Linked DNA regions of Mus musculus: all the other regions are linked to region 4. Evidence: chromatin contacts called from public HiChIP or PLAC-seq data. All regions are on one chromosome and are shown on one strand. The core of a region is the stretch at or near the end of the contact, and the rest is flanking DNA. Distances in the headings are between cores, read along the strand shown. Region 1 has its middle 40 kb from the start of Gm40816. Region 2 overlaps Usp34 (ubiquitin specific peptidase 34). Region 3 overlaps Usp34 (ubiquitin specific peptidase 34). Region 4 holds the start of Cct4 (chaperonin containing Tcp1, subunit 4 (delta)). Region 5 has its middle 15 kb from the start of Gm40816. Region 6 has its middle 66 kb from the start of Gm40816. Region 7 overlaps Usp34 (ubiquitin specific peptidase 34).

Region 1 (3,073 bases), core at 440-2,939, 300 kb after region 4:
TTTGAAGTTGGACTGAACGTGGTTTTGCGTTATGATATGCTACAAGGCTGCATAAGGGTGAGGCAAGCAAACACCAGCTCTCCAGCAGGGGTGCAAGGTCATGGCCGACTGAGCATGGAACCTTCAGGAACCTTCCTAAATTTAAACTCTATTCCCCCGCCCCACCCCCCACTTCTGCAGTGCTTCTCTCTGTGAGCCCTGTCCATAGTGGGAAGGTTATTTTTGCCCCAGATAACCCCCAACAGACATGCAACTTTTGGTCTTTTGCCCAGGAATGTGGTTTCTGACACAGTCTTTGTAGAAGAGGAGGATACTGGACCCACCTTTTCAGCTCTGACTCTACATAACAGAGTACATTCATCTCAGGAGGCCAGAGAGATGCCTCTGGGAGACGGGAACCTTGTGCCCTAGCCTGCCGTGCCAGTAGAGTCTTCCCAGGACTAGAAGGATCCCGTGCTGAGCAGAAGGCTGGAACACCGTGCTGTCATGAGTGGAGCCCTCTGGCCTGGCACTTGTGGCCTCCCTTTCCTGCCTTCTTCACAGAATGTGAGAGGTCCTCAGAGATGTCTAGAAGCTTTAAGTCTTCCAAAGACACAGAATTGGATGATACAGAAAAGTTTAGCCATGCAATTCTTGAAACTGACCAAACCATGCAGATACAATCTGTTTTTTTTTTTTTTTTAATTCATTTGCTTGGTATGTAAAAGTCACATTGTGTGTCTATTTGGTTAAAGAGATGTAGAAAAGGTGCTTTTAAAATTTATTTTTTGAGTTGCTTAACATCTTTATTTTTTACAATGAACATGTTAGTTATATAATCAGAATTGCTATAATACATATATACATATCTAAGGATATATATACACATATATAGGTAAAATATATACACATATATACATATCTAAAGGAATATTAAATGAATAATAATGCAACAATTATATATTTGTCAATATCTTGACCAAAGTTAGGACACTTAACTCAGATACTGATGTCTTGTGGGATGCAGGTGCTTATATTTGGGAACCTGTGAGGAATGGGGTGAAGCCTGCTGCGCCCCCACATGGGGAAGCAGGAGAACTAACCTCATGTCCTGGGAAACTCTGGCAGTGCCCTCGGAGACAGGCCCTTGTAATTTTAGTCTTGTCCAGAAGGTTCCATTTTAGAGTCTGAGGTTTCTTTCTTTTAAACTGGGGTCATCCAATGAGCTTTGCTTAGTTTCTGTGGCATGAGGTCTTTGTGCTGTTGTGTATCCCTGACCCAGGTTGGGTAGGCAACACAGAAGGAACATCCTAGGATCTTGATGTCTCTGATTTGGGAGAGCTACAACTGAGCTGACATCCTCTCTCAGTGGACCATTGCTAGGTACCAAGTTCATGGTGCTGACTTTCCCACAGGGAGGCCGTAATTGGACAGAAGTCCTGGTGGAAAGGAGTCCTGATGTGTAGGAACCCTGGGCTCACTGTCTTCAGAAGACTTTCCCAAATCATACTCAAGTTACCTACTAACTGTAGTAGGGCCAGCCATCACTAGCAAAATTCATTTCTTTCCTTAGGGGCTGATTCACCCGCCATTCTTCACACTTTGATTCCTGTCTTGGTTGTCTGATGTGGTGCAGCAGTAGATTGGGCAACAACGTGTACCCATCATGCAGTGCTAGGGGCACAGTTCCTAAGAAGTGAGTCTGTGGTTAGGCAGTTATGAAGAGGGATATACAGAGGATCAGGCTGCCACAGCATAGGCAGAGCAGGGGTGGTGTGTGGGGGTCAGAGGCAAGTGGGAAACATTTGACTCAGACACAAGGAAACCAATTCTAGGTGACAAGAGGTAGATAAGTGGAGGGACAGTGAGCTCTGCTGAGACAGTCCTTACCTTTCATCCCTAAGGTAGCTGGAGAAGAAAGCACAGAATTGGACAGTTGCCAGACTCAGATCCTGGAGGCTCTTCCAGAACAGGGCATCTCAGTTGAGTACAATTCTGCCCTCTAGGGACATCCAGCAGAGTGTCATAAGGCTGTGTGGGGTCTGGGTGAGTCACTCTAAGGAAATAAAGTCTCAGCAATGCACAGGAAAGCCCTTGACCACAAAGGACGACCTGGCTCAGAGCATTGTCAGAGTTGAGGTTGAAAAACCCTCTTCTGAGACTTTCTTTTTTCCCTTTTCTAAAGCATGGGGGAATCATGAAGGGGCTTTACCCAGGAGAGTGTTGGGTTAGTGTTATATTTATAACCAAGTGTAGCTCCTCTGAGAAAGTTCTGTGGCTCAGCTGTGGTGTTTACAGTCATTTTCTTTCATGGTTCCAAAGCTGTGCTTCAGATGGGAGTTTCCAGCTATGATATTGCCACCCTAGTATTTACCCTTTGGCTGGCCTTATCGGGTCATCTCCCCAGGGCAGAGACCCGATTCAGAGCTAAGCAGCACAAGGGCTTTTTTTCTGAGCTACACAACAAAAGTCACCACACTAGGGCTTGGTAACTATTTCAGCATCTGAAATAGCAGGCAGAAAAATACCTTGGAGATGTCCATGATGCTAATCTCCCAGATCTGTGAATATGTCATGTTACACGCAAAGGAGGCTTTTGCAGATGTGATTAGTTATGGATTTTGAGATGTGAGAAGATTATACTGGATTACATGAGCAAACTCAGTGTCAACAAAAAGGTTCTTAGGAGAGGAAAGCAGGCTCACGCATGAGCAGAAGGGGGTGGGCACGCTGTAGGGTTGGGGTTGGGTCAGATTCAGATGATGGAAACAGGCCAGAGACAGATCGGAAAATGATATGTTGACAACTTTGAAGATGGAGGAACTGTCACTGTCACCCTGTGTTGACACCTGGCCATAGAAACTGGATTCTAAAAAGAGATGTTTGTGACCCTTCCTTCTACTTTCAAACTATTAAACCAGTTGACCACAAAGAATTAAAATTTCTCTACACTAGTAAAAGAGTTACAGCTCTTGGGTCAGGCAGGGGAAAGACTTGCCTCACATGAGGGGATTCCACACAATTCCTAGGCAAAGCTCACAGCTAACTTAGCATTAGTACATTTATAGATTTTATTTAGTCTTTTCTCTAAAAT
Region 2 (3,316 bases), core at 715-3,214, 410 kb before region 4:
AACAGGTTTAGCAAGACAACTTTCTAGATAATTCTCTGAAGTCCTAAAACTCATAAAAATACTAGCACGAAACACAGATATTGCACACTTTAAAAACATCAAAATCTAAGACAAAAAGAAATGGTATCGGCAGCATGTTTAAAGTACAAACCATTCATTAAATATTGTTAAAATTAAAGATTTTATCAAAAAAAGCACAGAAAAATAATTAAATTAGAAATTGCTGTCTCTGCTATCAATGTATGAACTAATGTTGGCATAATATGTAGCTTTGAAATGTTATTACTAAAGTGATCACAAACCACATTCTAGAGCCAATCCTTTTTCAAGTCAAGTAATTTAAGAAGTCAGACTTCTGAACTCATATGATGGTGTGGCAAATCAGATAGTGAGTGGTATGTAACAATACGCCATTTGTTTTTTTTTTTATTCATTACACATGAGTCTTGCAATAGATCTTCCTTGAAGAAACCCCTTGTTATGTAGCTTTTAAAAGCATTCTTGGGGAGGTCTGGAGAGATAGCTCAGTGGTTAAGAGCACTGACTGCTCTTCCAAAAGGTCCTGAGTTCAAATCCCAGCAACCACCTGTAATGAGTTGTGACGCCCTCTCTTAGTGTGTCTGAAGACAGCTACAGTGTACTTACATGTAATAAATAAATAAATAAATCTTAAAAAAAAAAAAAAAAGCATTCTTGGGCTAGGTGTGGAGGCACACACCTTTTATCTCAGGGCTTGGCAAAGGAAGGCAGATCTTTTTTTAGTTCAAGGACAACCTAGGATATATGATGATTTCCATGCCAACCAGGGCTACATAGTCAGTCCCTGCCTCCAAAGGAGGGTAGCTAATGTTTCCTACCTCAAAGAGGGGATGGAAAGATGACTAAGAGGTTAAGAATATATATGGCTCGTGTTATGGTTCCCAGCATCAATGTAGAGTGGCTAAAAACTACTTGTAACTACCACTCCTGGGGATGCAACACCCTCTTCTGCCTCCATAGGGACCTCACTCACGTACATACATGTACTCTCAAGAACTTAGCATTGAAAGAAAATAGCATAAATCTCTTTGTAATGTAATCTTTCACTGTAAAGGCATTTACAATGATATCCAACACTTTCTATACGTAATCTGATATTATAGAAGAAACATTAACTATGTATTAAATTCTGTTGCCTTGTTTTTACAATTCTGTCATTGGATCTGTATAACAACCTAAAACAAGGTCTGATGGCTGTTACTTCATCATCACATTATATTTATCTCAATTTTCCTAGTTTTGCTGTCAAAAAGAAATATTCAAAACATACAAGTTTTTAAAAACCTTATCAATAAAAGCACTACTCTGGGGCTGGAGAGATGGCTCAGTAATTAAAAGTACTTATTGCTCTTGAAGAGGACTCAGATTCAATTCCTAGCACCCAATGGCAGTTCAGTCATCCACAACTCTAGTTCCAGGGGAACCAACACCTTCTTCTGGTTTCTGCAGTGCCAGGCATGCACACGGTGCACAGATATATACAAACAAATCACTCATACATGTAATACACAAAATCTTTTTTTAAAAGGCAAATTCCTATTTTTCTAAAGACAATTTAACAAAAGATCACTTGCATTTTACTTATGTTACATAACTTTTAAAAAAATGATATTTAAATTGACACTTTTTTCCTATTAAATTAGCAAAAGGAGATTACTGAGATAGCTCAATCAGTAACATATTTACCTCAGAAACATAAAGTTGGATCCCAAGTACCCTTTGAAAAAGTTGAGCATAGCTGTCACATGTCTGTATTACTGCCATTGAGAGGGCAGAGGTGTGTGTGTGTGTGTGTGTGTGTGTGTGTGTGTAGCAGGGATGATGATGGTGGTGGTGGTGGTATCCAAAGAGGACCTCTAGCCTCCATCTATCTCTGTACACAAACACTGCTGGGAGAGTACAAAGCCTGCGGGTGGGCTCACCTGCTCGTCTGAGACATTCTGGAATGCCGTCAGCATGTTGGGACAAGTCGGAAGAAGCATCAGCAACTCCCAGACACGCCTTGAAAGATTTTCTGCATGAAGATGAAGTTCTTCACATTTTAAACTCTACATAAAATAAGAACACTATTTTATCAATAGATCAGAAGAAATAAAAAATTTAACTTCAATTTTAAAAACTGTTTTGCGAAAATTTCCTACCCTTACTTTTAAAAATGTCTGAAAATTTAATACTATGTTTCTTAGGATAAATGTATCCAAGAAAATGATTAGGTGGAAGTAGCATTTTTCAACTTCTCATTAACATTCTCTTTTTTTGTTTGTTTTTTATGTATGAAAGCTCTGCTGCATGTACACCTGCAGGCCAGAGGAGGGCATCAGATCCCTTTATAGATTGTCCTGAGCCACCATGTCGGTGCTGGGAGTTCAAACTCAGGACCTCAGTAAGAGCAGCCTGCGCTCTTAACTGCTCTGCAATCATTCCAGCGCCTCGGCATTTTTTATATTAGCTGATCATTGTTCCCAAGCAACTTTTGAAATAGAAGTTTATCCGTGTTTCATAATTTCCACGTCTCTTTCTTATTTCTTCGCAGATTATCATTCTATGTACAACAAAAACTCACTAAGTTAAATTCTGACCTATTTGTGAAGAGATTAAAGGAAAGCACAATTTTTAATGAACCTGAATTTTGCCGTTATCATTTGATAAAACTTAAGTTGAAAAAGGTGAGCAAATAAAACAAAGACTAGAAAAAGGATGCTTTCAAAAACACATTTAAAAAGCAAGTTTTCATCCATTGCCCAAGTAAGGCAGCATGGCAGAAGGGGAAAAAAGATAAAACCTAACACCCTGGTATTTTCCATAGAGTATAAATGAATTTATTATTATACTGCTACTACTATAACTGTAATTCCCAGTGTTAATGAAATGCGCTGAATACCAAAGAAATATTCTGTAAGTAACAACAATGATCTAATGACAATCATTTTACTAAGCTAATATAAAGTGGTCCTTCTGTATATGTGGTATTTTGGGTCTAGGATCTACAAGCACACGATCATCTATACTTACATAAATTCAATATATAAAAGATATGGCAAAGCTTTGTAAGCTGTGGTGTATGCCTATATATTCCCAGCATCCAGGGAGCTGAAGAGGAGGAGTTTTAGTTTAAGGGCAAGTTGGGTCTTCGAGTAATATTCTGTCTAGAGGTGTGTGTCAAGAAGGTGGGGTGTGGGGAGAGAAGACTATGCAGAAGGATAAAGAGTTCAATCAAGGTAAGCCTCAGCTACATACTGAATTTGAGAGCAGCCTGGTTCATATGAGACCCAGTGTC
Region 3 (3,456 bases), core at 565-3,064, 390 kb before region 4:
GCTAGAGATGGCTAAGCGATTAAGATTACTGACTGCTCGTCCAGAGGACCCAAGTTCAATTCCCAGCACCCATATGAACCATCTTTAACAGCAGTTCCAGGAAATCTGAGGCCCTCATCTGGCCTCTATGGCACTGTACAATATGGCAAAAATACATACATGAAAACAAATAATTATAAATGTATCAAAAAAGTTTTAAAGAAACAAGAACAAAGAGAAATCTTGAAATTTTATCAATTTAATTATTGTAAGTTTTAAACAATATTTCCAATTACTTACCATTAATATAGTAGGAGTTAATATACTGAATAGCAGCTCTACTGACATCACCTGATTGTGCTCTTAATGCAATACCCCAAAATTGGTCCATACCACACAGCTAAGAAATAAAGATAAAACGTTTTAAAAATTTTGTTAGATGACAGATTATCATTAAAATACCAAACATTTTCATGTTTGCACACTAAATTTAATATTTTATAAAGTATTAAGAGGGTAAATTATAGTATATGGAATTAATGAAATAATAATTAATAAAAGCTTACAAATTTCCTCAGTTAATGAAGAACTTTTAAAGCCAATTGTATTTATTTATAAAGCAGGAAAAGAATATGATGCTTAATAAATTATATAGTATAAAACCTTCAATTATATAAAACATGTCACAAAAGAATAATAATTTAGCATAATGCTTCAATGATTTTCATCAGAGGTAAATTGATAAAGCTACCAATTTCATAGAGTCATAAATAATATAGTGGACACAATAAACTAATTATTGTTCAAATTAGTGATGTTAACTATGAGATAATGAAAGAAATGTTTCGGCTAAAGGCTAACGCAGAAATAATTTAAGTGAAAGGTCTCAAACTATGGGCAGAGATATAGTCTTCCAATGGATAATCTAATAGCCTGAGTGAAGATCATCTACCAGGTCACAGTTATTAATTAGGCCAATGAAAACTATCATATATTGAAATTAGTAAATTTAAACTCACTAATACTGGTGTTAAGAAAAAATCCTAACAAAACAAGCCTCACCATCACAATACAAACAAAAGCAATACTAGAAAGATAGGAAAGCACATATTAATCCAAGCAAAATTATTACTCTGTGAGATAACATCTCATGTTGTCTCACTATGTAGCCAAAGATTAACCAAAATCCCTGACCCTCCAGGTTCCACCTTCCAAATCCTGAAATTAGAGTTGTTTACCACTTTACCTGCTTGGTTTATGTAGTTCGTGTAATGAAACAAAGGGTTTTGTGCTTGCTGAGAGACCATTCTAACAACTATATCACCAGCTCTAAAATTGTTCTTTATACCATAGAAATTATTAACTACTTTCTCGTGATATAAAACTATAAAAATAAAGTTACTAATAAATTAACTAAGAAGAAGAATGTGCAACAAAAAAATACCTTTGAATAATAGTTTATAATTAGAAGAATATAATGACAATCAAATACACTGCAGCCATCCAATATGGAGAAGAAGCACATGAGACTACAAATTTATAGGAGTGTGCACTCAGTCATAATGAATGATCTATATGGATTATATGAGAAAAAAATCACCATATATTACTGATTAGTATATACTGCTATAGAGAGAAGCTATAGCAAATAGCATGTGGATTTCAGAGCCAGTGAAGTGGCTCAGTGCAAAAAAGAGCCAGAAGCTAAATCTGGTAGATGGATTTAGACTCCCCAGGAGGTGGTAGAAAAAGCAGGTTGACTCCTGTAAGCCATTCTCTGACTTCCACATGAACAAAAGTGTACACACATGCAAATTAAGTAAATAATGTCACACAATTCCAAGATCAGCAAGGAGAATAACAGAACAGGCATCTCTCCTTCTAAACAAAGCACAGCACATATAAGGCTTTCTTGTGCAAAACCACAGTTCTCTTTGGAAATTAAAATAAAAAGGGGGAGGGGGAAATCACACCAAAATTGCTTTCAAAGTTAAAATATGACGTTTTAAAACTTGAAATAAAATTCAACTTCATAATAATGCCAAAGTTTATAGAAAGATAACTTAGTAATATAATTTCAAGACAAGAAAATTGATGTTAAGTCTAAAGTATAAAAATAAGTCTAAGCATTACCTCAGAGTTTGAGCCACCATCATAGGCACTGGTAGCCAATCGAGCCAAGTTACAAAGATGCTGAAACAGGTTTAAGCCAGTCATGCTAATTGTTTCAGGTTTAAGCTGGGGCATCTTAAGGAAAAAATGTTAACAAATTCTATTTTATTAGATATAAAACTACTAATTTTACTAAAGAGAACGCAGAATTAGAATTTCCAGATTAGATTTGGCTAAACTATAAACATTTGAATAATTTAACACGCAAAGCCTGAACAGATGTATACTTCAAATAAAAGTACCTGCCTGATGTGTGCTTCAATTTTCAATATATATACATGAATGTTTTATATACATATATGACTAATTTTTGATATATGAATTTCCAATATACACATACATATGAATACTGAAAATTGAATTCATAGACACATACAACCAAACTAGGGGAACTAAATACACGCAATCTGTTTTTTTATTTGTTTTTTTGTTTTTTTTTTTTTTAAGATTTTGTGTGAGTACACTCTTGCTGTATTCAGACACACCAAAAGAGGGCATCTGATTCCATTATAAATGGTTGCGAGCCACCATGTGGTTGTTGCTGAGAATTGAACTCAGGTCCTCTGGAAGAACAGTCAGTACTCTTAGTGTTTAAGCCATCTCTCCAGCCCCACACAACTTGTTACCTATTAAATATATACTTCATATACTTATGAGATAATCAAACTGAATGTATTTGCATTGAAGGGAATAATACATGATAAATGGCCTTTTATCTGTGCCTTACCCTAAAACTCATTTGTATATACTCTGACACAGAGACACTGAGTTTACGAGAACCTTCCTAATCAACAACAACAACAAAAACATTAAGAAAATTTAAAGAGCCAGGAGGTGGTGGCATATGCCTTTAATCCCAGTACTTGGGGAGCAGAGACGGGCAGATCTCTGACAGTTCAAGATTGGCCTGGTCTAAAATTCATAGATGTGGGTTATGGGCACACATTTCACAACTGGACAATCATTTTTTAAATTAACATTTATGATTACTACCATACTTAAATATTATTCTAGTTACTCCAAATTCTCAAATAAGTAATAAACTACATTTATAAATAAAACTAAATTTACATTTAGTTAAAATATAACATGACAGGAAAATCTGAATTAGAAAACTTATATAAGGATCATCAAAAACTGATGCATTTGTCCTATTTAAAAACTACGTGAGAGGAACAAGAAGTCATATTTGAAGAGATTTGAATGCATGTAGAAGAATATGCAGATCAAACTTCTAAGATATAATTACCTTCTCCAGGAAAAGATGTTTATAGGTTTCCATTCCCATTGCATGTTGATCTTTAC
Region 4 (3,165 bases), core at 486-2,985:
TGAACTTGACCCAAGCCAAAGTGATCTCAGAGGCGGTAACTCCTCAAATTAAGAAAAAGTCAGTTAAAACGGAGTTGTAGGCAAGTCTATAGGGAATGTTCTTGACTAGAGATTGAGGGGGAAGGGCTCAATCCTTTGTGGGTGGGTCCATCCCCGGGCTAGTGGTCCTGGGTTCATAAGAAAGCAGGTTGAGGGGCTGAAGGGATGGCTCAGCAGATGGATAAAAGATGGCTGCTCTTCCAGAGGCCCTGAGATCAACTCCCAGCACCCACAACCACATATAAACACAGTTCTATGGGATCCAATGCCTTCTGGTGTACAAATATACATACAGACAAAACACCCATATACATAAATTAATAACTAAATCCACATAACCTGTGTTTTCACAATAATAGAAACCCTAGCTAAGATGGTTGCCTGAAGTAAACTCATTTCTTAATAGAGTGTACACTCTCTTGGTCACTCATCTGACTCTAGAATTCATCTTTCAACATCCCAATGACTCCACTACCACAAACGTAATTAATGAACTCAATAAACTTCCAGGTGTCAGGTATTCACTCCAAACTTCCAAAAGACTCTCACATGGAGCACCTGGTCAGCTTGGCGTCTCCAACTCCTTAAGGCCCATCCTGCGCACACACCTCACAGCACCAACACATTCCAGTCACCTGGACTGGTGACTGCAGTACTTGTCAGGTTTACTTCATACACTTTCACATTTAATCCTCCCAGCAACCCTGCAAATCAACTGTCACCTCACCCAACTTACAGCTGCACTGCGAAGTCAAGAGTTTCTTGGATCCTAGGACCTTCAGAAGATAAAACAACACCCCGTCCACTTCCCAAATCATGCATCTTTGTCTCCAACCCAAATAAACCCTGGCAGTATCTCTTAAGGCTTTGTTGCTTTAGACGTCAGACGCGTCAAATAGCACATACTGAGAATAAAACTCGGCCTGTCTGGTTTTCACCACGTGCTTTTACAACCCTATGTCGCCCACCTGCCAGTTTAAGGGAATTTATAGTGACTATCCGATTAGTACTACGGAGCCAAAGAACGTTCATAAGTTAAATGAACTTTTTTTGAAAATGTTGAAAAAGTAAAATGAATTTTATTTGAAAGCTCAAAATACTGTGTCGTCTACCACTAGGTTTGATAAACAGCCAAGCTTTAGTTCTTAAGAGTCAGATCTCAAGGATCATTGCTTTCAGTATTTTAAACGGCTGTCTGCGCCAATGTGACCAACACCGCCCATGCCTGCAGGAGACGAACTAAGGAGCTCGGCGTCCCACAATGGGGCGTGTCCGAGGCCTCCACGCTCCGAGTGCTTAGCAGAAAGCTGCAAACGAGACCACCTTGAAGGAACACAACCCACCCAGGGCCAAGGTCACAGCGAGGCTGGGCCGTTCCGCCGGAGGCGGGCCGGCGACCGGGTGATACCTTTGGCCGCGGAAATATTGCTGAAGCGGATCTGGGCTGGCTTGTCGCGGTCCTGGTAGGCGCTTTTCCCGCGGCTGCCGGGCCCGGCGGTGGGCGCCCCGCTTCGGGAAGCTACGTTCTCCGGCATGGCGACCTTGGTGGCGTCTGCGCGGGTTCAGGAGGACGGATGGACACGGATTCCGGCTTGCTGTGGAGTAACGGTCTCCCTGACCGCCTCCTCCACGAACCTTCCAGAAAGCGACGCCGGGAGAGAAGGCGGAAGCCGAGCAAGGGGCCTGCTGGAGAGCCGGCGCGGGTGTGACGTCAGGGGCTGTCTGCCGCACGCCGGCTGCGCAGCTTGCGCGCGGAGATGTGGCTACGGACTGTCCACCCCTCCCTGTGCCTGAGATGGAGCGGGAGGTTTTATAGGCGTGGCTGTGGCCGTTCTAGATGGACCCGAGCCTTTAGCTTCTGCTAGTGCTGTTGAGGAAGCTGTGACAGCTCTGGCTTTGTTCCGGAGTGGGTGTGGTGCAACCGGCCTTTTACGGACATCCATGTCTAAATTCCAAATTCTATTCCTAGTTTATTCACTTTGTAAAGGTGTTGGAGGAGAGATGTGCCATGAATAGTTTCCTCCCTTTTGTATATATTTTGACTGCCTAGGGATTTAAATACACTAGTTAGACGGCACAGAATCGTAATAGTTGTGGGGCGGTGACTGCCTATCAAATCCAGTCTGCCTTCTAGTTAAGACCTCTTCCATAAACATAACCACTGACTCTTAGGGAACATAAACATTCTAATAACTGATTAATAGTTATCTGCTGAGCAAAGTGTGAAATCTTTACACTCTTTACCCCCCCCACCCCACCCCCACACTAATCCTCATAATCCCATGAAATAGGTGTCATCGTCTAGACTTAAAGGATGATGAAGCTAAAGCCCAAGGTCAACCAGTAAGGCAGTGGAAGCCAGTACAGAGCCAGGACTCTGTCCTTAGGTAAACTTCCAAGGTTTCTATAATCATGATCATTGACCACCAGAGTTTATATAGGTAATACTCATTCAGTGGTAGTTCACAGTTAATAATTGAGAGCCATAAGGTGCCAGATGCCTGCGGTAGGTTAACGAACAATTGTTTCATGGACTTAGTCCTGTAATTATGAGAAGCATTTACATTCATTCACTCTATTAAGACTAAGATGAACTTTTCAAGCCTCCCCTTGGGGGACACGTCTTTTTCAAAGACCAGTTTACCCCTCCCTCGAAGCACACAAATATTCTATGGTTGTTGAGACAGCTGACTTATATGAAGAGAACAGGTACTGGTACTGTGGTGATTTGAGATGTCTCCCCTAGTTTTAGACATTCAAATACTTGGTCCCCAGTGGGTAGCTCTGATTGGAGAAGCTTAGGAGGTGTAGCCTTGCTGGAGTAAGTATATCACTGGAGGCTGAGTTTGTTTCAAAAGCTACCAGCCAGTTTGTGCTCTGCTTCCTCTTCACAATATGAGATGTGAGCTCTCCCTTCTCCATGCCTACCTGTTGTGAAGCTTCCCTGCTGTGCTTCCCAGTGATCATGAAGTCCTAGAACCATAAAACCCCTCAAAACTCTTCCCTCTATAAATTGCCTTCCTTGTGGTTGTGGTGTGTTTTTTGTTTGTTTGTTTGTTTTTGTTATAAGGTTTCACTGTGTAGCTTTGACTGTCCTGAAACTAACTCTCTGTAGACCTCAAACTC
Region 5 (3,369 bases), core at 22-2,521, 320 kb after region 4:
ATCGCCAGTGGACACATTGCCTCAGCCTTCTGCTTCCCCCTGTTTCCATCCTAATTCTTCTTCTAAATTCTCTAAAATACCTAATTGATGATCCCTCATAGCACAGCAAACACATGGGTCTTGTAAGCCAAAAAACGGAGACTCAGTCTTGCTGGGACAAACAGGAGAAGCATCAATCCTGCCATCAGAACCCAAGCTGATATTCTAGTTTAAACCAGTTCCTGATTTCTGTTCTTGAGATCCATATTTATTTCTTTTTTAAAAAAAAATATTTGCCGGGCATAGTGGCACATGCCTTTAGTCCCAGCACTTGGGAGGCAGAGGCAGGTGGATTTCTGAGTTCGAGGCCAGCCTGGTCTACAGAGTGAGTTCCAGGACAGCCAGGGCTATACAGAGAAACCCTGTCTCGAAAAACCAAAAGAAAACAAAAAAAAAAAAAAACCAAAACAAACAGAAAACATCTTTTACATTTATATTTTAAAAATATTTTTGTTTAATTTTTATCTTATGTGTGTGCATGTTTTGTCTACATGTATGTCTGTACACCGTGTGCTGTATGTGTAGTGCCTGCAAAGGCCAGGAAAGGGGTGTCAGGTCCCCTAGAACTGGAGTTAGAGACAACTGTGAGATGCTGTGTGGATGCTGGGAATTGAACCCAGATTGTCTGTTAGAGCAGCCAGTGCTCTGATGAGCCTTCTCGAGCCCCTGGTTTTTATTTCTCAAGTGCAATGTCAGTATCTAAAAAAGTATTTCCTAAACTGTATTAACATACATATGTTGTACTTTGTGTGCTTGATCCCAATTATGTAATATTTACATTACATTGTACATTGAACATATGCACATATTAACATGCATTAAGTGCATGACCCTATGTAAATAAACAAGTACAGTAAACTTTATTATATAAAGCCTTACTGTATTAATCTTCAAAAATTACTTACAACATGAATATCCCTTTCAAATTAAACCTTTGATTTTACCCATGGCATATTAGCCACTCATACATGGTATGATCAACAAAATCAACATCAGCATATTACCTCAGCTCGGCCTGCTCCTCGGGAGAAAAGCTTGTCAATGTGAACACTGCCTTCCAGATTTGTCTTTTGATTTTGTCTCTAGAAATTGTAGCTGTCTCGTGAAATCCTCTCGTTTCATTCCAAGCCTCTGGTACTTGGGGATTTCTGATATGAAACTGTACCTGACACCTGGTTCTTGCCTCAGGACTGTGGCATTAGAGTTGCTTATTTGTTCAAGATGTCTTGTGACCACACATGACTCAATATTTGGTTTTAGTATATGACTCAACATGGCACTTAAGGCTCTGACACAGTTATCATGTGGCTGGGCCTTTAATATTGTTTTCACATATAAATCAGGAGGTGCTAATTTTTTTCATGTTGTTGGCCATAATAAATATGAACACACATTTATGAAAAAGCCAGTGTAGGTGTGTGTACATCTGCTTCTGGGTAATACATCCCATGACTGTGTAGACAAGCCCACCTCCCGTATCTCCTCTTTCACCTCAATTATTTGTCTCTAGTAAAATCAGATCACACATAGCCTAACTCTTGTTAATCCCCGACAGTCCACATACAAAGAGTTTAACCCTTACCCAGCTGTGTTTAGTGTGCCTCTCAATTAGATGACTGCGTAATGTTCTATTAAGATTCTTTGCTTGCTGAATTAAAGCTTCATTTCTTTATAAGGTGCTGAATTATGCCCCCAACACCAGCATAGCACTTCAGATCAGCCGATTCCTCAAGAGAAAGGCTTTTGTTTTAAATTCCTAACACAACTACCAACTCAACAGTCATTCGTGTAACTTACTGAATTTCTAAATCAAATCCCTGGAAGTGCTTAGCTGGGCCATACAGTCTTATAAGTGCCAAAGGTTCCATCCTGGATCCTTTATTAACATTTGAAAAATGTATACACTCAAGTATCCTCACTCCAGAGAGCACATGCTCTAGATCATAATTATTATTTTTAATTTCATTGCATGTACTTGATTATTTTGTATGTGAGAGTTGTGCATGATATGATGGCTTGTGAAGGCCAGAGTACAACTTGTGGGAGTTGGTTCTTCCTTTTACCATGTGGGTCTGGGGGATCAAATGTAGGCTTGGGGACAAGTGCCTTTATCTGCTGAGCATTTCACAGTCCCTGAGTCTTTATTCCTTTAAAACATTTACACATACTTGCTTATCTATCTATTTGTTTGATGTGTGTGCATGCTCACTGGAGTAGAGGTCAAAGGAAAGTCGAGGAAGCTGGTTCTCCATTCCATCACGTGGGTCCCAGGGATGGAGTCAGGGCACCAGGCTTAGAGGCATGCACCTCCTCCTGCTGAGTCATCTTGAGGGTTGTACATCATAATTCTTAAGAGGATCAGAGGAGCAGCCATCAATTTCACTAATATGTACCTTGAAATGCTTTGCCACAGCCACAGGTAAAAAATCAAGCAATATGCTCCAGCAAGATGCTCAGCTGGTAAAGGTGCTTGCTGACTGATGCACAGAACCACACAAAGGTGGAAGGAAAGAACCCACCTAGAGTCGTCCTCTGGCCTCCCCATGTGAACCTCACCCCCACGTCATGTATATTCGTGTGCTCAATACACGCATGTACTCAGACACAAGAAGTCTTTTAATTAAAAAAAATCAAGCAATAAGCAAAAGTTTACTTTATTTATTATAACTTTCATAAGTTATATTTGTAGTTGGTAAATGTCATTCCAGCCACTATAGCAACATGAGTAGCTATAATGAATGATGCTCCTGGCACCCTTCCACTCACTGTAAAGTATGTTTAAGGACAAATTTCAACAAGATTAAAATTCAACTAAGCTGTAAAACAATGAAAGTAATTTAAGATTGTCTAAATATGTGGCATCTCAGACTCAAACTTTGATCAGATATCACAGTATGCATAGAAAATTATACAGTAAAATTGTGCACAGAACACCACTAGCTACTGTTCAAAACACCAAAGGCCTGATAGTGCTTTAGTTAGACTCTCCAACAGGATTCTGTTCTGTGTGAATAAACCCTGTCCGCCTCACCATTCCTGCACACTTAGCCGGTATACGCCATCCTCAGCAATGCTAGCAAGGGCAGAGAGAAAGCCCAAGTCTAAATTTTATAATGTTAAGCTAAGGCGTGCCCAGGGGATAGGAAACCATGAGCTAGACTCTTCTTTATTTTTTTTAAACATACATTTATTTTGGGGCATTTGGAGAGAGGTACACCACAATTTACATGTAGAGGTCAGAGGACAACTTATGGGAATCAGTTCTCTTTTACCAGGTGGGTCCTGGGGACTGAACTCAGGTCTCCACACTTTGCAGCAAGTGCCTTAATC
Region 6 (3,338 bases), core at 620-3,119, 270 kb after region 4:
CACTCAGTAGTATATCAGGAGAAAAACAAAATCTAGGAGTTTATTAGCATGTTAATATATACATGGGTGACACCCACAGGGTGAGCAGCTAAGATGCAGGTCTTTCAACTCTGGCTTGTACGCATCTTCCCCAAGAACAGTACACCTCTAGATGAGTTACAAGACAAAGAAAGGATTTTGTGCCTCTAGGAGAAAATGACTTGTAAGAGCAAATCAAAAGCAGACAGAGTCTGGTTAGCAAAGCTGGTCAATGGGGATTCCGCTGGTGCCATCTCTGACCCAGCAGGAACCAAAGTTGTCTTTCCCTCCAGCTGGCAGAGAGGAGTAGAATATCTGTTTCCATGAATCTATGTTCTTCTTTTAGCTCAATAGATGGAAGGCAGAGTGCTCCTTTGTCTGCAACTCCTTGTCTTCAAATGAACATGCCTTCATATTTGGGGCATACACTCTGGAGTATAGTCTCCCTTATCACTCTGGATAAACAGCAAGAGCCAAGTACTCCCTACCCTCTGTTCTTGGGCTGCCTTCCTCCATGGCATTTACCACACAGCCCCATATGTTTCTTTTAAAATTTATTTTCACAGAATGTATGACTCTAGGAGGGGGGAGGGGAAATCAGCTATTTTGTTCTCTGCTAATTTTTTTTCTTCTTCAAGATTTATTTATTATATATACAGCATTCTGCCTGCATATATGACTGCAGGCTAGAAGAGGGCACAAAATCTCATTATAGATGTTTTTGAGCCACCATGTGGTTGCTGGGAATTGAACTCAAGGCCTCTGGAAGAGAAGTCAGTGCTCTTAACCTCTGAGCCATCTCTCCAGCCCTCTCTGCTAATTCTTAATGATCAACAGTTCCTGACACATAAGAGATGCTCCGCAAATGCAACTGTATGTTCAGTGAAAGAGTAAGGTACTGAGTAATGGTTTTATCCTTTCTCAGCAGGGGCTCATCATGTACCCCTGGCTGGCCTAGACTTTACTATGTAGACCAGGATGGCTTCTGACTCCTGGAGAGCTGTCTGCCTCTGCCTCCTGAGTTCTGGGCCTGTTAGTTTTTAGGTGAGAAGAGACTGTGTGTGAATGGCTCATGTGTGCATAAAACAGCTTTAAACATGTTACAGGAAAACTAGGTCACACTGGTTGCCTATGGCAAGGTGAACTTGGTGACTAGGAATCAGCATGGGTAGGAGGGAGAGGAGGAGAGGGGGAGGGAGAGGGAAGGGAGAGGGAGAGGAAGAAGGAGATGGGGAGTGCGAGAGGGAGAGGGTAGAGAGAGAACAGGGAAGAGGGGGAGGGAGAGGGAGTGGGAGGGAGAGAGCACTCACTTGTTCACTGTACTCTTTATTTATAGATCACCAACTTTCTGAATAATTCTTCAATTTAAAAATAAAAAAGAAGCTCTTATATCGCTTGCTTTTTTTTTTCAGCTGTAAAATCCTATGACAAATCACACCCATCAGCCCTTTTAAATTGACAGTTATTTCTAAGTGTTTGCTGTTAGAAAGAGCCAGGACATCTACTTTGTAGTACAATAGCTGATTTGGCCTTTTAAAGGCTCTTTCACTTTGGTTATAATTCTTTGCCATATAAAATGTAGCCAATACTTCAAAATAAACAGGAGTTTCCAACTGTTGATGTAGAGCTGTATTTGACAGCCGTGAGTGGGATTGCCTCAGGAAGCAGGGGATGCTGGGAAAGGCAGATTTTAATTACCTCATGTAACATTTTTTATATTCTCATTGGCAAGCTTACCCTGTCCTTGGTCTGTGGTTGCTCACTGATTTTCCAGGACAAACGCGGGAGTAAACCATGGTGACACGGTCCTATAGGATGTGAGCACAGTCTGGGTTTGCTGAGTCATGCAATGGGAAACAACCTGAACAGGAAATGAATCCTTGTTCTGCTCAGGAGGTGCTGTCTGACCTCAGTGAAATCACTACTGTTTCTGGCCTGGGCCTTCCTCACCTCATTCATGGAAAGATTGATGTAGGTCCCTCCCTTTATCCTGCAGCACAAACAGATGCGTGGCAGCTGCTAGGCTGCAGCTCTGAAGGCTGTAGTTCTTCTTGTAGGTGAAGAGGGCTCTTTGCAGAGGGAAAGGCAAACAGGGAAGCAGTTGTCTGCCTTTGCAGAAGGGATGCCATCAGTCTGCACCTCCTCAGGTTAATGAGCTAGCAAACTCTGCAGGCTCCTGTGTGTAGCACCCATCACTGGCCCCAGGCAGGACAATGGGGCAATGTCAGACTTAGATCTCCCTGGGTTGCTTATTTTCTTAGCTTTTAAGGGCCCAGGGTGTACTGTGAGACTCCCGAACCCAACCCCTCCTCAACCCCAAGGCTTTACATTCTGACAGACTTCCCTGAATGCCCCCACTCCACCTTGGCCTCCTGCTAGACTTGAAGAGTCTCTTTCCTGGGCTCAGACTGGATGATGGACACCCCTTCCTCTCCCACTGCTGGCCAGTGCATGCCTTCATATCCTTCACGGCTGCAGTCAGACCTCGCTTCAGAAAACATGTGACAGTGCAGGATTGTATCCAACCGACTCCAGTTATTACAGGAGCAATGTTCTTATCTTCTGTTTTCATCCGTAACTAAAGACTTAATTTAAAAAAAGACCTGTTCAATAGAAGCTTGCACACTTTCAGCCTTTCCAGACTTAGATTACGTGCAATGTGGGGCTGGGGAGATGACTACAGTTAAGGCCATTGACTACTCTCCAGAGGACCTGGATTTGCCTCTCAGCAGCCATCAGTAATTTTAGTTCCAGGGAATTCAACATCCCCTCTGGTCTCAGTGGGTACTGGTCTGAGATGAGATTTATTTTTATTTTATGTGTATGAGTTGCTTGCATGTATATCTGTGCACAATGTGTGTGCCTAGTCCCATGGAAACCAGAAGAGGGCGTCAAATCCCCTGAAACTGGAGTTATAAATGGTTATGAGTTGCTGAAAGACCCTAGTGGGGAGACCCCCACTCAAGTCCCGAGATGGCACACCTCCAAGGAATCACAAGAGACCGTCTTGATGCAAACACACGAGGTAGTTTAATGACGGAACTCCGGGCTGACACGTATCTCACGCAGGAGACAGAGGAGTCGACCACGAGGCTCAGAAGCTAGGGGTTTATATACAAAAAGTTGGGGGCAGGGGAAGAATTGGCGCGGTTACACAAAATTGAACAGTTTAAACATCAGCAAATTGTACGTGCAGAGCGAGGTAACAGCTGAGATAGTCCGGGCGTCCTTGTATGCCTCTCCTATCTTTATGGCTAGCCAGTTCCTGGAATGACTTAACAGCAACAGCCTTTGTTTTTTGACCTTGGGCCAAAAAGCCC
Region 7 (3,042 bases), core at 178-2,677, 340 kb before region 4:
CATGACTAATGCCTTGATTAAAACCTTATGATAAGGGCTGGAGAAATGGCTCAGCGGTTAAGAGCACTGACTGCTCTTCCAGAGGTCCTGAGTTCAATTCCCAGCAACCACATGGTGGTTAACAACCATTTGTAATAGGATCTTACGCCCTCTTCTGGTGTGTCTAAAAACAGCTACAGTGTACTCATATAATAAATAAATCTTAAAAAACAAAAACAAAAACCTTATGTTAAGCCGAACACAGAATTCCAAAATCCTTATTCCACTGTAATACTGATTCTAATTAATTAAATACCATTTTTAGAAAAATTTGTCACATTGATTAAACAAAGGGGCTTTTACTTCAAAAGTTTCTTTTAGCTATAAAATACCATATTACCATTTTTTTTTCAAGATAAGAGTGTCACTATGTGGCTCTGGATGACCTAGAATTCACTATGTAGACCAGGATAACCTCAAGCTCAGATATCCACCTGCCTCTGACATAAAAATATTAAGATTAAAGGTGTGTGTCATAACACCCAGACATCCATGTGTGTGTGTGTTTGTAAGTGTGCCTTTCTGTGAAGGCCACAAGAGTGCATCAAATCCGCTGGATCTGCAGCTGCAGGCAGTTGTGAGCCACCAGACAAGTTAGGAACTGCAGATGAGTCCTTTAGAAGAACCTTCTCTCTAACCCCAACCCACAACCCATATTACAATCTGTATGAGGAAAACAAATATAATGTCTTTAATCTAGCATTAAAAGACAGGCAGATCTCTGAGTTGAGGCTAGAGTAATTCCAGTTGAGCCAGGACTAAAGTGAGACACCAAGCCCCAGTCTTAAAACAAACAAAAATTACTCGTAGTGTTTTCTGATGAGCAGCCTGCCTACCTCTTATCTCCTACCTCTTTTTTTCTCCTTTCCAATACTTGGGACAAATCCAGGATTTCATATATACTGGGAAAGCCCTCTTAACTGCTGAGCCACATTCCTGCCCATTTTTACATTGATAGGATCTTCCTTTTAAGTTGAGGCTGGCCAGGATCCTCTTGCCTTTGATTCTAAAATGTAAGGATTACAGGCATGTACCACCACTCCAACTCAGATTCTTCCTATAATGCTAATGCAAAATTATCTTTAAAGTGAGAAGTTGTTACTCAGGCAGTTTTCTTAGTAAAGCTAGAGTCTGAGTTCTTAAAAGATCTTGGCTGCTGGGCAGTGGTGGCGCACGCCTTTAATCCCAGCACTTGGGAGGCAGAGGCAGGTGGATTTCTGAATTCAAGGCCAGCCTGGTCTACAGAGTGAGTTCCAGGACAGCCAGGGCTATACAGAGAAACCCTGTCTCGAAAAAAAAAAAAAAAATCTTGGCTAAGGTTTAGAATAGGAAAGACAAGTTTACTTCTAAAATTAGCTGTCAGAAAATGGGAACTGGGGCTGGAAAAACAGCTTAGTGGTTAAAAATACTAGCTGCTCTTTCAGAGGACCTGGGTTCAGTTCCCACCATCCATATGATGGGTCACAATGATCTCTAACTCCAGTTCCAGAGGGATCCAACACTCTCCTCTTGTAGCGCCTGCAGGCACTGCATGCATGTGAAGCAGAGATACATGTGGGCAAAGCGTCCACACACATAAAATAAAAAATAAAAGGAAAGTGGGAATTACGATGGATGGTAGTGTATGCCTTTAAATCTAGAACCAGGAAGGCAGAGGCAGCTGCATCTGTGGGTTTCAGACCCACCAACGACCCTGTCACAAAAACAAACAAACAAAAAAACAACAACAAAGAAAACCACTGGGAAGGTTCAGGACTAAAGAGCCCCAGCTTAGGATTAAGTAAAGGACAGAATAGAGGTTCGATGAAAGGGATCAGGTAGCCTCCCTTGCCCAACAGCTAAACTATCATAGCCAAAGAATAAGGATGGATGGATGGATGGATGGATGGATGGAGATATATAGATATGAAAATATTAGGAGTCTAAAGGACATAATCAGTGTTAAGAAAGATTATTTTAAGGCCAGCCTGGTATACAAACTGAAGTCTAGGCCAGTCAAGTTACACGGTCAAACCCTTGGCCAAAAAATAAAAAAAGCCTGCTTACATTTTATTTACACCTATTATATAGTACAGATAATGATTTTAAGATGTACCACCCACAGAGAAGATCCAACTCACCTGCCTCTTCCATGAGAGACAGCCAAGAATAAGTGTTTGTAAGAGGAAAGAGAAGGCTCAAAATAATAAATAAAAACTGTAGCTGGGCGTAATGGCGCATGCCTTTAATCCCAGCACTTGGGAGGCAGAGGCAGGCGGATGTCTGAATTCGAGGCCAGCCTGGTCTACAGAGTGAGTTCCAGGACAGCCAGGGCTACACAGAGAAACCCTGTCTCAAAAAAATAAATAAATAAAAGAAAAAAGAAAAAAGAAAAGAAAAGAAAAGTTGTGTCACCAAAGACAACAAAAACAGTAAGAAAAGACTCAGCATAGCTTGGTGGTGCACACCTGGTGCATCTCTAAATTCAAGGCAAGCCTGATATATAGAGCAAAACTCTCTAAAATAAAGAAGTGGGGAAACCCCTCATAAATAAATAAAACACAGAAATGTTTGTGTTTCCTTTCTATTGGATACTATTGATAAACAGTGCCCAAAACCAACTCAAGAACAGGTTTTATCTCATCTTGTAACTCCCAGGGCTAAAAATTCCTCACCGGAGGAAAGACAAGGCAGGAACTCAAGGCAGACACCTGAAGCAGGAACTGAAGCAGAAGCCATGAAAAAAAATGCAGCTTAATTAGCATACTCCCATGGCTTGCTCTGTTTGCTTTATGATAAAACTCAAGGCTACCTGGCACAGAATTCTGGGTCCTCCCAAATCAATCATTAATCAATAAATGTCCATATTCCTGGCATTCCCGATATACTGGGGTCTCCACTGCAGCTGAAGCTGCACCTTCACCAATGGCCTCTATTGAGCTCTCTTCAGGGACTCCAAGCCTATTTATACCACAATGCCAAGTCTCAGCTTCTCTTCATGACCTCTTCAATCCTGGGGTTGCC

What was found. HiChIP or PLAC-seq counts read pairs in DNA pulled down with a chosen protein or histone mark.
Region 1: an H3K4me3 HiChIP or PLAC-seq map of the SCID.adh cell line shows a contact between it and region 4, with 19 read pairs. The contact joins the enhancer-like site here to the promoter of Cct4 in region 4. A contact is called at or near these places in 3 of 39 promoter capture datasets (the C10 cell line, neural stem cells and pre-B cells), 1 of 15 datasets of contacts at CTCF or cohesin (the NIH/3T3 cell line), 1 of 484 Hi-C or Micro-C datasets (B cells), 17 of 115 datasets of contacts at active chromatin or transcription factors (the 230-238 cell line, CD8 T cells, the SCID.adh cell line and 11 more) and 2 of 9 other capture datasets (adipose tissue and liver).
Region 2: a contact with region 4 is called in an H3K27ac HiChIP or PLAC-seq map of embryonic stem cells, with 9 times the contacts expected there. The contact joins the enhancer-like site here to the promoter of Cct4 in region 4. A contact is called at or near these places in 21 of 39 promoter capture datasets (the 3T3-L1 cell line, 3T3-L1-derived adipocytes, the C10 cell line and 14 more), 1 of 15 datasets of contacts at CTCF or cohesin (the NIH/3T3 cell line), 13 of 484 Hi-C or Micro-C datasets (the AML12 cell line, CD8 T cells, the G1E-ER4 cell line and 9 more), 39 of 115 datasets of contacts at active chromatin or transcription factors (the 230-238 cell line, the NIH/3T3 cell line, the SCID.adh cell line and 22 more) and 5 of 9 other capture datasets (adipose tissue, embryonic stem cells, liver and 2 more).
Region 3: an H3K4me3 HiChIP or PLAC-seq map of embryonic stem cells shows a contact between it and region 4, with 19 read pairs. The contact joins the enhancer-like site here to the promoter of Cct4 in region 4. A contact is called at or near these places in 13 of 39 promoter capture datasets (the C10 cell line, the HPC-7 cell line, HPC-7-derived erythroid cells and 9 more), 1 of 15 datasets of contacts at CTCF or cohesin (the NIH/3T3 cell line), 9 of 484 Hi-C or Micro-C datasets (CD4 T cells, CD8 T cells, LSK cells and 6 more), 30 of 115 datasets of contacts at active chromatin or transcription factors (the 230-238 cell line, the SCID.adh cell line, T-cell acute lymphoblastic leukemia and 19 more) and 5 of 9 other capture datasets (adipose tissue, embryonic stem cells, liver and 2 more).
Region 5: a contact with region 4 is called in an H3K4me3 HiChIP or PLAC-seq map of bone marrow-derived macrophages, with 6 times the contacts expected there. The contact joins the enhancer-like site here to the promoter of Cct4 in region 4. A contact is called at or near these places in 7 of 39 promoter capture datasets (the C10 cell line, cranial neural crest, liver and 4 more), 1 of 15 datasets of contacts at CTCF or cohesin (the NIH/3T3 cell line), 2 of 484 Hi-C or Micro-C datasets (B cells and bone marrow-derived macrophages), 21 of 115 datasets of contacts at active chromatin or transcription factors (the 230-238 cell line, DN3 thymocytes, the SCID.adh cell line and 15 more) and 1 of 9 other capture datasets (adipose tissue).
Region 6: an HNF4G HiChIP or PLAC-seq map of pancreatic cancer cells shows a contact between it and region 4. The contact joins the enhancer-like site here to the promoter of Cct4 in region 4. A contact is called at or near these places in 2 of 39 promoter capture datasets (the SN4741 cell line and pre-B cells), 1 of 15 datasets of contacts at CTCF or cohesin (the NIH/3T3 cell line), 11 of 115 datasets of contacts at active chromatin or transcription factors (the NIH/3T3 cell line, the SCID.adh cell line, acute myeloid leukemia and 6 more) and 1 of 9 other capture datasets (liver).
Region 7: a contact with region 4 is called in an H3K4me3 HiChIP or PLAC-seq map of bone marrow-derived macrophages, with 4 times the contacts expected there. The contact joins the enhancer-like site here to the promoter of Cct4 in region 4. A contact is called at or near these places in 15 of 39 promoter capture datasets (the C10 cell line, the HPC-7 cell line, cranial neural crest and 11 more), 1 of 484 Hi-C or Micro-C datasets (bone marrow-derived macrophages), 27 of 115 datasets of contacts at active chromatin or transcription factors (the 230-238 cell line, the SCID.adh cell line, bone marrow-derived macrophages and 17 more) and 4 of 9 other capture datasets (adipose tissue, liver, macrophages and 1 more).

What each region holds. Positions count from the first base shown.
Region 1 is chr11:22,692,172-22,695,244 of GRCm38.p6, reverse strand. No RefSeq gene overlaps it. Among named protein-coding and RNA genes, the nearest start is that of Gm40816, 40 kb to the right of the region's middle. Within about 2 kb of position 1,689, at least 112 of the 459 cell types and tissues checked have an H3K27ac peak or open chromatin away from gene starts, as enhancers often do. A contact at or near this core is called in the 230-238 cell line, B cells, CD8 T cells and 8 more, where this site is marked.
Region 2 is chr11:23,400,224-23,403,539 of GRCm38.p6, reverse strand. Usp34 (ubiquitin specific peptidase 34) reads right to left here. Exons shown (of 80, transcript NM_001190401.2): 30 at 1,962-2,087. Among named protein-coding and RNA genes, the nearest start is that of Gm22753, 78 kb to the left of the region's middle. Within about 2 kb of position 1,964, at least 7 of the 459 cell types and tissues checked have an H3K27ac peak or open chromatin away from gene starts, as enhancers often do. A contact at or near this core is called in embryonic stem cells, where this site is marked.
Region 3 is chr11:23,381,324-23,384,779 of GRCm38.p6, reverse strand. Usp34 (ubiquitin specific peptidase 34) reads right to left here. Exons shown (of 80, transcript NM_001190401.2): 22 at 3,401-3,456; 23 at 2,113-2,226; 24 at 280-379. Among named protein-coding and RNA genes, the nearest start is that of Usp34, 76 kb to the right of the region's middle. Within about 2 kb of position 1,814, at least 1 of the 459 cell types and tissues checked has an H3K27ac peak or open chromatin away from gene starts, as enhancers often do. A contact at or near this core is called in embryonic stem cells, where this site is marked.
Region 4 is chr11:22,989,163-22,992,327 of GRCm38.p6, reverse strand. Cct4 (chaperonin containing Tcp1, subunit 4 (delta)) reads right to left here and starts at 1,735. Exons shown (of 14, transcript NM_009837.1): 1 at 1,448-1,735. The coding sequence starts at 1,574.
Region 5 is chr11:22,667,348-22,670,716 of GRCm38.p6, reverse strand. No RefSeq gene overlaps it. Among named protein-coding and RNA genes, the nearest start is that of Gm40816, 15 kb to the right of the region's middle. Within about 2 kb of position 1,271, at least 32 of the 459 cell types and tissues checked have an H3K27ac peak or open chromatin away from gene starts, as enhancers often do. A contact at or near this core is called in bone marrow-derived macrophages and pancreatic cancer cells, where this site is marked.
Region 6 is chr11:22,718,237-22,721,574 of GRCm38.p6, reverse strand. No RefSeq gene overlaps it. Among named protein-coding and RNA genes, the nearest start is that of Gm40816, 66 kb to the right of the region's middle. Within about 2 kb of position 1,869, at least 81 of the 459 cell types and tissues checked have an H3K27ac peak or open chromatin away from gene starts, as enhancers often do. A contact at or near this core is called in the NIH/3T3 cell line, the SCID.adh cell line and pancreatic cancer cells, where this site is marked.
Region 7 is chr11:23,329,301-23,332,342 of GRCm38.p6, reverse strand. All of the region lies in intron 2 of Usp34 (ubiquitin specific peptidase 34), which reads right to left. Among named protein-coding and RNA genes, the nearest start is that of Usp34, 24 kb to the right of the region's middle. Within about 2 kb of position 1,427, at least 3 of the 459 cell types and tissues checked have an H3K27ac peak or open chromatin away from gene starts, as enhancers often do. A contact at or near this core is called in bone marrow-derived macrophages, where this site is marked.